3 separate regions of the Sus scrofa genome follow, and all the other regions are linked to region 1. The links are chromatin contacts, called in public HiChIP or PLAC-seq maps. All regions are on one chromosome and are shown on one strand. The core of a region is the stretch at or near the end of the contact, and the rest is flanking DNA. Distances in the headings are between cores, read along the strand shown.

Region 1 (4,275 bases), core at 867-3,366:
AAACAGTCATCTGGATTAACAATAGATAGAAAAAACATATCACAATCACTTTTTTTTCTAGTTCTGACTGAAATGTAAATTCTGTGTATATTTGCAAAAGATATTTTGGGTTCATACTATTGTTTCTATGATAAAAATATACACTACGGTTTATTTATTTTCTTTTTTTGGCCTCATCTGCAACATGTGGAAGTTCTCAGGTTAGGGGCGGAATCAGAGCTGTAGCTGCAGGATCTGAGCTGCATCAGTGACCCACACCATAGCTCACAGCAACACTGGATCCTTAACCCACTGAACAAAGCCAGGGATCTAACCTGAATCCTCATGGATACTATGTCCAGTTTTGTTTGTTTGTTTGCCTTTTCAAGGGCCACTTCCCGTGGCATTTGGAGGTTCCCAGGCTAGGGGTCCAATCGGAGCTGTAGCTGCCAGCCTACGCCAGAGCCACAGCAACTCGGGATCCGAGCCGCGTCTGCAACCTACACCACAACTCATGGCAACGCTGGGTCTTTAACCCACTGAGCAAGGCCAGGGATGGAACCCCCACCCTATGGTTCCTAGTCGGATTCGTTAACCACTGCGCCAAGACAGGAACTCCTATGTCCAGTTCTTAACCTGCTGAGCCACAACAGTAACTCTAAATTACAATTTAAAAGGAGTTCATGAACAAGGAGCTCCCCTGTTCTAGGTATTGCATATATTGCATTATAAAAAGATTCCTAAATAAAATTAAAGCAAGATGTTCCAAGACTGTCATTAGAGGAGGAATCTCTTCAGGAAAGAGGCAAGATTTACCTTCCGCCAGGAATATTTGATTAGTGACTATGGTGACTTCGTCATTGTCCTTACAGCTGGCCTGCATGCTGTGCTTCAACCAGCAATAGTCAGGTGTGGGGAGGAGGAGAGTCCAGAGCAGCCCTCCCAGAAGGTTCCAAACTCTAAAAGAGAAAAGGCCGGATCTTCATAAAAGAGACGGGTGGGTTAACATGAAACCTGTGTGCTCTGCAGTATGGCTAATTCATGCTCCACTTACTAGATACTGTCATCCTTGCTCTGTGAGGATGTGTCTAAGCAGCTGCCAGTCTATGCCACAGCAACGTGGCATTCAAGACGCATCTGCGACCTACACTACAGCTCAAGGTAGTGATGCATATTTAACCCACTGAGCGAGGCCAGGAATCAAACCCTCATCCTCATGGATACTAGTCGGGTTTTTAACCCTGATGACCCCAACTGGAACTCCCACAATGACCTCTTTTTGTTAGAATGAGGGCCACTAGGGAACCTCCTCTTACCCGGAAACTTACCCACTCTCAGAGTCTTAGCTTTACCCTACACCTCCAACACCACCCCATGGGCAGGGAAGTGACTACGTAAGCAGTTCATTTAATTCAATATATGCGTGTTGAATGAATAAGTGATAGGAAGAAAAGAACTACTCCTACTCTGGCAGTTAAATATCCAAAGAAAACATACACAATATTCCTCTTGCTACAAAGGACACTGCATCAACTTTCACCATTGACTCAATGCTATGTGCTGTGAGGGCGGGAGAAGGGTGTTTTCTACTTTGTAAAGCACTGTGGCTTGTTCCGTAATTTAATTCGATTTTAGTTTTTATGTGACTATACACACGAATGTAATGAGTTTTTAAATACTAATTGTATTAAGCAAGGCTCATCAGGAAATAAACATCTACAAGTTCAAGTGCAAACTTTAACAAGAAATGAAAGCCTTGGCATCCTTTTTCCCCCCCGTTTTTGTTAGTAAACCTATTTTTATTTTTTAAATCAGAAATGACGGCACTTCCCGCGTTTCCTTCCTTCAAGGAAGGCGGATATCATTCTGAAGAAGACCCCACTCATAAGCCCAGTCCTTACGCGGTTCTCTCAACTAAGAACCCGGGCGAACCTGAGGAAACAGGGATTGGAAGCCCACGGCCGGCCAGCCCTCAACCCAGTCCATGGAAATGCCCAGAGGGCGCGCTGACCTCGGGCAGGAGGCCCGCAGCCGCCCGCAGGGGTAGAGATCTGCAAGGAGAGCGAGGAGGGCGAGGAGGGCGAGGCGGGGATGGGCTGGGCGGGGCCTAGAGGGGCGGGCCCAGGGGCGTGGCGCACGGGCGAGGGGGTGGGCGGCCAGGGTGGGCAGCGAGGTCCTTCAGGGCCTAGAGCGCAGCCCAGCGCAACCCGGCTCAGGGCGAGGAGCGCCCCGTACCCTCCAGCGTCCTTGGGGCCAGACACTCGCTGCAGGTAACCACCTCTTCGCCGGGTCCCCAGCTTGGCTGCCGGGCAGCAAGGGAGGAACCGAGAGGATGGAACGGAGGGAGGGGACGTACTCTCAGCGAGGGCCCCGTTGTCCCGAGCGGGGTCGGCTCCGCGAGGGGAAGAGGAAACCGAGCCGGGGCAGGAGGAAGAGAACGCGAGGTGGGAATCCGCTTCGAGCTTGTTCTCCCGGGGGTCAAGGATGGTGCACGGCGCCCTGCCTCGACTCTACTCTTCCATCCGGTCAGGGGAACCCCGGGCCGAGACTCTGGTGCCCATTGTCACCTGGAAGCGACTTTTGCTGGTTTTCCCCTGGTCCACGGAACGAGTAGGAACGAGTAGGAGTTTAGGAGTCGAAGTGGGAGGCTGCGGGCTTGGATAGGCTGGGAGCAACAGTTACTCTCTACTGTCCCTTTGGGTCTAGAGGTTTTAACTTCATTTAAATCTTAACTGTAGCCCTGGGGAGAGGCATTTATTACCCCCATTTCACTGCTCTGCCAGGGTGATAAATGACACACCCTGAGGCAAACCACTGGAAAAAAGACGCTGGTCCTGGGGCTCCGAAGCCCTCAAGCGTCTACTTTCTTTCCCTCTCTACCTGTCACGCCAAGTCTAGGAAACAAAGCGCTGCTGGGTTTGTGATGAAACAGGTGATTCTTTTTAAACGCATTCTACTCCCTTTCTAGGTTTCTTTTTGGCTTTGTGTTGTTAGCACCTAATATCTGATTTAAGTTTTTACAATTTTTATTAGCTTTTTTAGGTGAAAGAAGCTCTCGCTCACAGCCCGTTCCTCCCTTGCCGCCTGTTTTCTGGATGCACCCCTGCCTGACACACACTTCTCATCTTTCTCGGTGGATGAGGTCGTCTGTAGCTTCTGGCTGGGCCTTAAAGGCTGCCCGGTTGGAGGTGAGTCTTGTAAGTCACCTGGCGTCCTGCACACACGCCCTTGGCCTTGGTATTTTTTTCTAGAGAGAGAAGAGTCTTCATTTTACAAATAGCAGTACAAGAGACAAATTGGGAGGATATGCAGTGTTCAGAAACAGAATGGTGCCTTGAGATGAGAACAAGGCCATAGCTTTTTGTAGTCTGAATTTGGTGAGTGGTAGGTGAGGCATCCAGTCAGGGACTCCTGTGCTGCTTCTCTGGGCATCCTGCCCCCCCTTTTAGAGCTGTTCTGAAAGGCAGGTTTGTTTTATAAAGGGGAGGAGGAGGGCTGAATGGTTTTTAAAGATCAGTGTAAATTACCTGCTAGGATCCCAGGCAGTTCCAGACAAGCCCCCCTTGCCAGAGGATTTGGTAACAGATTTCAGCTGTGGCAAGAAGGAAACTGCAAGCTGTGTGTGGCTATCTGCTCTTGCTTATTTTTTTATTATTATTATTTTTTTTTTGCAGGCCTTCAAGATGGTAGTTCTGGGAAACTTTTGAGTTATTAGAAATCGCTAACTTTTTATGTTTAAAAACAGTGTAACATACAGTGAATTTACTTTTACTGAGTTTTATTGGTAGATGAAAGAAGTTGGTGATTTTTTTTTTTTTTTTTTTTTTTTTCATTTTCATTTCATGGTGAGGGTTTGAAGGTGCCTGTCAGCTCCTCTGTCCTTCCTTCAGCCTGATCCTGGAGAACCTTCTCAGCCTTTGTCCTAAACATGTGCTGGATTGCATCCTTCATTAGTTTATTCCTGATTAATTAGAGGACTGCTTCGAGTCACTAGTTGCTTCTTTTGCACTTGCAATTTAGCTGCTTAACACACACACATGTTTTTCTTAAGAACTATCAACTATCTACAAAATCAAATCTGCAATTTTGCAGAGACTGAACATGTAGTGTGTGAGAGAGCTTAATGGACCTTTGTTGGTCCCAGGGGACCTGCTAGTATCTTGTTGGGTATTGGCCATTCCTTCCCCCTAAATATGCAGCAGATTTGGTCCAGTGTGGCCAGAGCTCCCCTACCCAATAACTGAAAAATCTTTATTAAAAAAATGTAGAAACTAAGTTTAAATACTGGTTCTTTTT
Region 2 (4,275 bases), core at 1,332-3,831, 230 kb after region 1:
AGAGCTTAAACATTTTATTACCCAGTCTCGAGACAGAGTCGATGGGTGTTAAGACCCAACAAACTAATTCCTCAAACAGAAAAAGCTGATTTCAGAAGATCTCATGAAAACATAAACTGATCCAATGGTGTCACTCAGAGGGAGAAAGATAAATTCTTTTCTACAGTCTTATCAGATGAATAATAATAATAATAATAATAAAAGCCCCAAATTTACTAATTTAAGAAAGAAAAAGAATGCCAAGAAATCACTATAAGAATCAGATCATGTGGAATATGAAATACATTGTGTTTGAAGGTTATTTTTATTTTAGGAAGTACCAGATAGCTCACCTTGCAGACTAGGAGAGGAGATACAGCTCCATAAATCTAAGAGTCAGGTTCCCTCTAAATACCTTGTTTCAAAAGTACAGGTGACAAGAGTCCCCTCGCTTTGCTATTCCTTTTTCTCCTGCCACCCTCCTCCCCTCACTGCCCTCTGCTGCATGTATCTACAAAAGATTGGACAAGTATTGTCATTTTCCTTAGTTCTCTGGGAAATCATTTCCTTTCATCACCCTGCATAGCTATACCCTTGCCCCACACCTATAGGAAGCCAATATATTTGTATATCAACTATCTCATTTTTATATCATTCCAATGGTGAGTTAACTAATGGTAATGGTTTCATGCTCTTTTAGCATGCAGTAGTTCAGGCTTTTGAATGTAATCTCTGATAATGTTATGTGTCAACTTGGCTAGGCTAGTTGTTTCGTTACACACCAATCTAGATGTTGCTGTGAGGATATTTTTTAGATGTGATCAATACTGAAATCAGCAGACTTCGAGTAAGGCAGATTCCCCTCTGGGATGTGAGTGGGCCTTGTTCAATCAATTAAAGGCCCTAAGACCAAAGTCTGAAGTTTCCTGAAAAAGAAGGACCTCTTCCCAAGCCTGCAACATAGAGACTCTGCCTGTTTCCAGCCTGCTGCCCTGTCTGACTCAAGAATGCAATAGCTCTTGCCTGAGTTTCTAGCCTGCTGGCTTGTCCTACAGAATTCAGATGTGCTAGCCTCAAAAACTGTATAAGCCAATGTCAGTTCCTTAAAACAACTTCTCCTTCCACCCTCCATCCCCCTTCCCTCCCTCATATGTGTATATTGCTCTGGTTGGTTCTATTTCTCTGAAAAAACACGGACCAACACATAATACCCCTTTGTCACATGACATTCTTGCAACTCTGCCTTCTTTGAAACAAACCTATACACGGTTCTTTAAGAAAAAACAAAGATCTGTGACCCCATAGGAAAGATCAGGCACAGGCATCACTGGGGACTTGGTGTGCAATCCTTAGCTGGTGGTCTACAGCTGGAAGATGACCAGGCTGCTGGCAAAAGCCTCTGTGAAGACTGATTCTAGGGAGTGAGAACACAGTGCTGAAGCAGACTGTTTACTCTCCCAGCACTCATACCAAGTTCTGTGAATAAGACTCACTAGGTAACAAGGCTTCTTTCTGATGCTCCTTCCGATGTTGAAAACACAGCTTACTGCCCTCAACACAGTGTGGGCATTGCGGGGGTGGGGGGGGCCTAGGTGATGTGACAGCAAGAAGTCAATGCAACTCATCTTGCATATACTATCAGCTTATTTTGAGAAGCAGGTTTTAATTTTCTTTTTTTCAAGGCAGTCTGGATTTTGGTCCTATGGTCAGATTATGCATCAGAAGATGACTCCAGGTTTTGGTTGGGAAACTATGGCTATCTTATCACCTTGCTTCTGTGATTACCTTCCTGTCTCCAGGATTTCCTTTATGTTACTCTCTCCAGTTAACTTGGCTGGCCTCTTATCTCCTTCTTTGTCTTTCCAGACTATGACTTTCCTTTCATGCCTATCTCGAATTGCATCTCTCAGGACCTCGGTATGACTTTTGAGAGGCTTAGACACACTTTTGCCTTCATGGGCTCTTTGCTTCACTTTAAAAAAAACCAAAACAAACCAAAACCCTAAAAATTTGTTTCATATCCACATTGATAGAAGGAAATATAATTCACACCAGAATATAATCCACACAGTAATATAATCATTTTTTTCTTTTGATTTTTAAAAGAAATTCAAAGCCTCTCAGGAGTCTCTTAAAGTGTCCTGGGCCCTGGGCACTCCTGGGTAATAAGCTCTTCCTGGTTCTTTCTCCATACAAGTGTCCTACATAGATGCCTTTCTGTTAACTTACTAGCATTAACACACATTCCAGACAGAGAGAGGCTTAAATTCAAACTCCCCAGCTTCTTCAATTTCTTTTTTTTTTTTTTTTTTTTTTGGTCTTTTTCCAGAGCTGCACCCACAGCATATGGAGGTTCCCAGGCTAAGGGTCTAATGGGAGCTGTTGCTACCGGCCTAGGCCAGAGCCATAGCAACGCCAGATCCGAGCCACATCTGCAACCTACATCACAGCTCACGGCAATGCCAGATCCTTAATCCACTCAGCAAGGCCAGGGATTGAATCCGCAACCTCATGGTTCCTAGATGGATTTGTTAATCACTGAGCCACAACAGGAACTCCTTTCACTTTCTAACTATAAACTAGATCAAGTGATTCACACTTTCTGAACATCAGTTTCCTCCCTTGTGTAATTCTTACCTCATACAGTTGGCATGGTAACATGAGCTCCTGTGTATACAGTTCAGTACCTGGTCCAGGGCAAATCCCTATAACTGGTAGCTATTTACTTATTTTTGGATTTTTAGGGCTGCACCTGCAGCATATGGAAGTTCCCAGGCTAGGGGTCCAATCAGAGCTATAGCTGCTGGCCACGGCCACAGCCATGCAGGATCTGAGCCGAGTTTGCAACCTATACCAGAGCTCACAGCAACGCTGGATCCCCGACCCACTGAAAGAGGCCAGGGATTGAACCCACATCCTCATGGTTACTAGTTGGATTCATTTCTGGTGAGCCACAACAGGAAATCCATAACTGGTAGCTATTTAAATGACATTGGTCATCAACTATTTTGATTTAAATTTCACACTATTATCTACCTTTTCACTATGTTTAAATCCTTTATTAAACTATAAACTCCTAGAGGGATGGGGGTAAGTTTTAAACCAGTGGGTCTCAAACTTTGCTGTGCCTCAGAATCCCCTAGAGGAGGAATATGACAGCTGGACCACACCCCAGGTTCTTGATCAGGAGGTATGAGGTGGGACAGGCAATGTACCTTTCTAGCAAATATCCAGGTGTTGATGAGGCCTGTTGGTTTTTGGGCCCCACCTAGAAAACTACTGTTTTAGATAGTAGTTAGATCCTCCCAAGATCCATCAGGAAGAAATCTTTCAGACATATTCAGAGTAAATTATTTATGCAAAGGTAATATAAATGCCAGGGGAAAATCTGTCCCCTCCCCAGCAGTGAGAAAATTTTCATTACTGCGGGAGCTGAGCAGAAAGGGATGAGCAAAGCAATCTCATTAAAAGCAAAGAGGCTAGTGGCACAATTGAACACAATCATCTGTTGGATTTCAGAGCCGTGTGCAAAATGCAGACAAGGAGCCAAATAATAGCTCAGCCAACTTGAGGCTGCCTGAATTCTGAGCTCAATCTATAACAATGCCAGCAGGGCTGCTGCGATCCATCTGCTACTCTCTTTCCGATAACGGATCTGAGGTCTCTCTGGAAGGAAATAGCTTGACAGGAAGAAAGAAAGATTAGACCAACTGAAAATGTCTGGATTTATGAAGCTGCACTCGAAGATGGTGTAGCTTTTAACTCTTTATGGCACTTTGCTAACCTTCATTATACTCCTGCTGTTCTTTCCGATTTCTGTTCCTTTCATGAAGAAATGTAATTTGTGAATGCCAAAGCTCTTCCGGGAACTTTCTATTTACAAATTAAGGTCAAGGGATTTAATACTGAAGGAAAGATTGAGATCCTCCAGCCCAACCCACTCATTTTATGGATGAGGAGACTTAAGCCAAGGCTTAATCCTAAAATATAAAACGGCAGTGGCAGAGCCAGGCTGGACTCAGCTGCTTTAATTTGCAGTGGGTCTGTGATATGTACAGTCCTTCAGGCTTTCAAAAGTGAGCAGGAAAGAGATATCATTTCTCCACTCTATTTTATGGGGGAAGCATGATTTTCCCCTTTCCTTAAGATACTTTTCACAATTTTCTGTTTTGTGACAGCAGGAGGCTTTATCAGGCCAAGGGAAGAGAAATGAACAAACCTAAACACTTTCAGCAGGCCTGGGAGATTGAGAATGGGGATTATATCCGTGGGCTACCTGGAATCTCAGCCCAGAGG
Region 3 (4,275 bases), core at 855-3,354, 200 kb after region 1:
ATGACAGGAACTCCTCAGCTGGACTCTCTTTATCTGTAAAATAGGGATATACCACCTACCTCACTGAGTTGTTGAAAGACGAAGCAATGAATGTAAAGTGCCTAACTGATGCTAGGTACCTGGGAAATTATGATGTTATTTTCCTTCCTTCTTTGACTCCTTAAAGATTCATTGCACATCATATACTGGTGAAGATGGTTCTGGTCACGAGTTATCATTTTTTCTCTCTCATCAGTGTTGAACACAGGATTGTTTATTTTAGTTCACCTGGTAAGACTAGTGGAGGCGCACAGGAAAATATTGGAGAGAACTATAGCAAATCCATATGCTCTTAGAGGAAGCAGATCACTGTTCACAATGAATTTCCCTTGACTTATCGTTATCTCCTGACTCTCGTTCAATACATCCCCACTTATCACCATCGTACCTTTTTATTCTTGGAGGCTTCCATGTGATTTCACTCATCTAGGGTGAATACTTCTGACATGGGTACTAATCTAAACTGAAACATGATAAACCTTAGTGTTAAAGTTCTACATTTAATCTGTCCTTCTGTCTCTTATCGCAACCCCTATCCACCTCAATCTGGATCTACCAAACATTTGGAGTTTGGCCCCTTAATGATAGATTTCTTCAAGATCCAAGTTAAACCCCTTATGGTCAATAAAGCCTAGGATGAAAACAAAATTCTATGTCCCTAGTGATAACTGTGCTTCATTTATTCAACAAATAGGTATTGAGTGTCTACTCTGTGCTAAGGATATAGGAGGACAAACAGACCAGCCTCATGCTTATGGTGAAGATGGGATGATGGAGTTAAAAATAATGACTGTCACCAGCCACTAAGGGTGCTGGCCTTAGCTCCAAAATAAATATGAAGGGTTTAAAAATGGATAAATAGTATCTGTCTTAAAATCACGTAGGTTTTTCAAATGTTTGCACGTTATGGACAACATCATGGAATAACTGAAAGAGTCCTTGATACAAGGTTATAGTTCTACTACAAGCAGATTAATCCTGAGAAAATTAGCTGTCTGCGATTTTAAATGAAGGCACTAACTACCCAACATCACAGCAACTGTGGAGAATTAAAAAGAATAAATAAAATACATATGAAAATATGCTAGAGATTATAAAGCATTGACTAAGTTTAAGGTATTGCATTCCTTCATTTAAAAGATAAGGGCGGGATTAGTGATTTAACAGAAGTATGTGTCATGATTAGACAAAATATAATTACGGTTGCTACCACTGTATGAGCCCAGGTAAGGGAAAATTTCAGTGCTACACAAACCTCCATAGAGCCTGCAAGTGCCCCTGGACTCACTGGTTAGTGAAGAGAGCTTCTGTCTCCCTCTCAATGCCCCTTTGCGACACAGAGTGGAGATCCTGTAAAGAAAGTTCTAGAAAGCCAGAGGTGGTATGGGCAAAGGAAAGGAAAAGCTGAAGCTGTGATCAAGTGGTACACAGAGGAGAGGGTCACAAACACAGGCATGTTACAAAAGGACATGGGGACTTTTTTAGGAAACCTCAGGGTCAGAAAAGGAACCCTGAACCAGAACAGCCCAGAGGCAAACCACAGAGAAACCTAAGTTGTGTGCATTGTAAATACTTAACTGCATTCATACAGGAGGACTATAAATATTTGTAGAAACGAAGGGGCCAAAAAGAGTAGCTGGTAAAGAAAGCAGGATGGAATTTTACCATCAGTAATAGAAGCCTCTTGGGATCTTTTAGGAGACAAATCATTCCATCATGAAAGTATGCAGTTTACCTTACCCACCCATAGCCACTACTTAATTTGGAGTTTTCTGTATACAGATTGGAACTACAAAAAGGCTGAAGGAGTTGTAAACACAAGTCTGACTCTACAATGGCTGACCTGCTCAACAGGTGCATGGCTCCACCTCTCCATCTAGAGGACGGATCCAGAACTGTTTGTTTGCTGAATGGTTGTACAATCAGTATCATTCTTCACCAAATATTTCCGGCTTTCGCCTTTTGGGCACATGGTAAAATTATACTTTCCTCTCCTCCTCTGAAATTAGGGAGGTTGTCAGGCTTACTCTGATGAATGAAATGAGAGCAGAAGTGGCAGGTGTCCTTTGGTGCCTGTAGAGGAGCTCCACTCAGTGGCTGTGAGGAGCAGAGCCTCTACTAAATAAAGCTTGTCGGATACGTGAGCAAAAAGAAATTTTTGTGTTTTGCCCTGAGATATTGGGTTTCTCTGTTACCACACACTAATCCAGCCCATTCTGACTGGCAGAGCTGACTTTATTATTTGTTTTGAAGGGAACATCTGACTCACACCATGCCCTGATTTGAGTAACCCCATTTCCCACAGTCTCAACCCAGGCTTTGACATCTTTTTGTCTTGGTTGTTAAAGCACAAAATAACATTTTAAACATGATGATAAAGCTCAGAAGAGCACCAAATGCTTTCCATACCACCTTTATGGGCTTTTCATAGCTACTTAGCACTTATCAATTTACTTAATGACTTATTTAGTTAAATAAGTTCATTTTGAAGGGAAGGTTTGTATCACTGTACATATAGAAACTTAAGAGTCACTCACCTAAAAGAGTCACATAAATTAAATGTAATCACAATAAAACAATGCTATTAAATTCAAGGTAGAACCTCTGGGCTCATAGTCTAAAGATGATGAAACGTAGCTTGCAGAGTTTGGGCTGGACACAGGTCTTAAGGCCCCACAGGAAGTGACCTCCAGGTGCTAGAAGAAAGGCCTAGACCTGAAAATTCTAAATAAGGCTATGGCCCTTAAAGAACTGCCCTCCTAATGGAAAGGAGGTGAGAACAAACTTTATCCTCTGGCCTTGGAAAGCCCAGTTTGCCTGGAATCTTGGGTGGAAAATAAAAAGCAACCCATGAGAACTAGCGACATTACTTACATACCAAGAATGTCTCAATGAATAGTACCTGAATGATATAGGAAACACAAGTCAAGAAATTAAAATTAAAATTCACCTAGGACCATTGAAGGCCTAGAGTCCTAGGGTTTCAGAAGAACCAAATGTGAAACCTCTTGGTAGTGCTAGGATTTTACAATCTAGGATTCAATAGAAATCCACTTAGGACAAAGAAAAAAAAAAACAAAAAAACCTCTCAAAGATGAGCTCACACCAAAATCTCAGCCTTCACCTCCCAAACCACAAACTCTACTAGGAAAAAAACACTATGAGGGATTGCCAGCAGATGCCATAAACAGAAGAACTAGCAAGAAAAGTCTTTTTAAAATAGGAACAATATGAAAAAGATCACAATAATTAGAGAATAACGTTTAAACCTTCATGGTGTTAAAGCACTGAGATTTGTTCCTCATAGGAGGTAAGTGTCATTTACCCCAAGCAGCCATGCTGCTTAAAAAAGGAATATCTAAAAATAATAATGCAAAGTGTTGACAAGAAAGTGATATAAAAAGAAATACCGGAAAAAACATTAGCCACAGGAAAGAAAGTGTCAAAATATTAGTATCAAACAAAATAGACTTTAGGCAGAAAAGCATTATTAAGGCTTAAGACAGTTATTATTTTATGATGAAAGGAGGAATTTTCTCAGAAGATATAATGATCCAGGGTCAATATGTTTAAAACAATATAGGCCAAAAACAAAACTCAAATATAAAGAAAAATTAATTGCATGGGGGAAATTTGAACATGTCTCAAGAATTTATGTCAATCTGAAAAAATGCATAAAGATACAGAAGGTCTGAGCAAAGTACCAACATAGCTGGATCTAATGTACAGATCTGCACTCAATAAAAATACACAATTTTTTCAAACTCATGCAAACTATATAGAAGGTCTTGTAAAATAACAAAAGTCAATATTGAATGTACCTAATTCTCTGACATAACACTAAAAAAATCATAAAGAGACAGTCTGGAAACTGAAAAGCACATTTGCAAGTAACTGAACAATAAAGTCCTATATATCAAAACTTGTGAAAGAGGCTAAAGAAATCCCTGGAAGAAAATAAATAGCCTTGAATTCAGATATGAGAAAATAAAATGGACTGAATTAGCTAAGGGTTCGGCTTAATCCGGGAAGTTGGAAAAAGAACCATGCTCTTAGGTGATTCAATGCTACTTCTACTAAATCTGCGCACATCTCTAATCACAAATACCATCAAGTGGGGAACAGTGACATAAATGGGATTCTCCAATTTGAGAATGGATCCCATGTGTATTAGTTAATTCTGAGTTTCTGATACTTATGCCTCTTAATAAAGCAACTGGCATGCAGTACTATGGC

The links. HiChIP or PLAC-seq counts read pairs in DNA pulled down with a chosen protein or histone mark.
Region 2: a contact with region 1 is called in an H3K27ac HiChIP or PLAC-seq map of alveolar macrophages. The contact joins the enhancer-like site here to the promoter of GCNT1 in region 1. A contact is called at or near these places in 3 of 5 promoter capture datasets (fetal liver, fetal skeletal muscle and skeletal muscle), 3 of 47 Hi-C or Micro-C datasets (adipose tissue, embryonic fibroblasts and epiblast stem cells) and 2 of 2 datasets of contacts at active chromatin or transcription factors (alveolar macrophages and skeletal muscle).
Region 3: an H3K27ac HiChIP or PLAC-seq map of alveolar macrophages shows a contact between it and region 1. The contact joins the enhancer-like site here to the promoter of GCNT1 in region 1. A contact is called at or near these places in 7 of 47 Hi-C or Micro-C datasets (blood, embryonic fibroblasts, epiblast stem cells and 2 more) and 2 of 2 datasets of contacts at active chromatin or transcription factors (alveolar macrophages and skeletal muscle).

What each region holds. Positions count from the first base shown.
Region 1 is chr1:229,426,939-229,431,213 of Sscrofa11.1, forward strand. GCNT1 (beta-1,3-galactosyl-O-glycosyl-glycoprotein beta-1,6-N-acetylglucosaminyltransferase) reads left to right here and starts at 2,117. Exons shown (of 7, transcript XR_001306502.2): 1 at 2,117-2,249; 2 at 3,013-3,167. LOC110255722 (a long non-coding RNA gene) reads right to left here and starts at 2,055. Exons shown (of 4, transcript XR_002336433.1): 1 at 1,912-2,055; 2 at 796-938.
Region 2 is chr1:229,652,105-229,656,379 of Sscrofa11.1, forward strand. All of the region lies in intron 15 of PRUNE2 (protein prune homolog 2), which reads right to left. Among named protein-coding and RNA genes, the nearest start is that of PRUNE2, 190 kb to the right of the region's middle. Within about 2 kb of position 2,582, at least 9 of the 83 cell types and tissues checked have an H3K27ac peak or open chromatin away from gene starts, as enhancers often do. A contact at or near this core is called in alveolar macrophages and fetal skeletal muscle, where this site is marked.
Region 3 is chr1:229,624,372-229,628,646 of Sscrofa11.1, forward strand. The region is part of intron 15 of PRUNE2 (protein prune homolog 2); the gene reads right to left. Among named protein-coding and RNA genes, the nearest start is that of GCNT1, 200 kb to the left of the region's middle. Within about 2 kb of position 2,105, at least 10 of the 83 cell types and tissues checked have an H3K27ac peak or open chromatin away from gene starts, as enhancers often do. A contact at or near this core is called in alveolar macrophages, where this site is marked.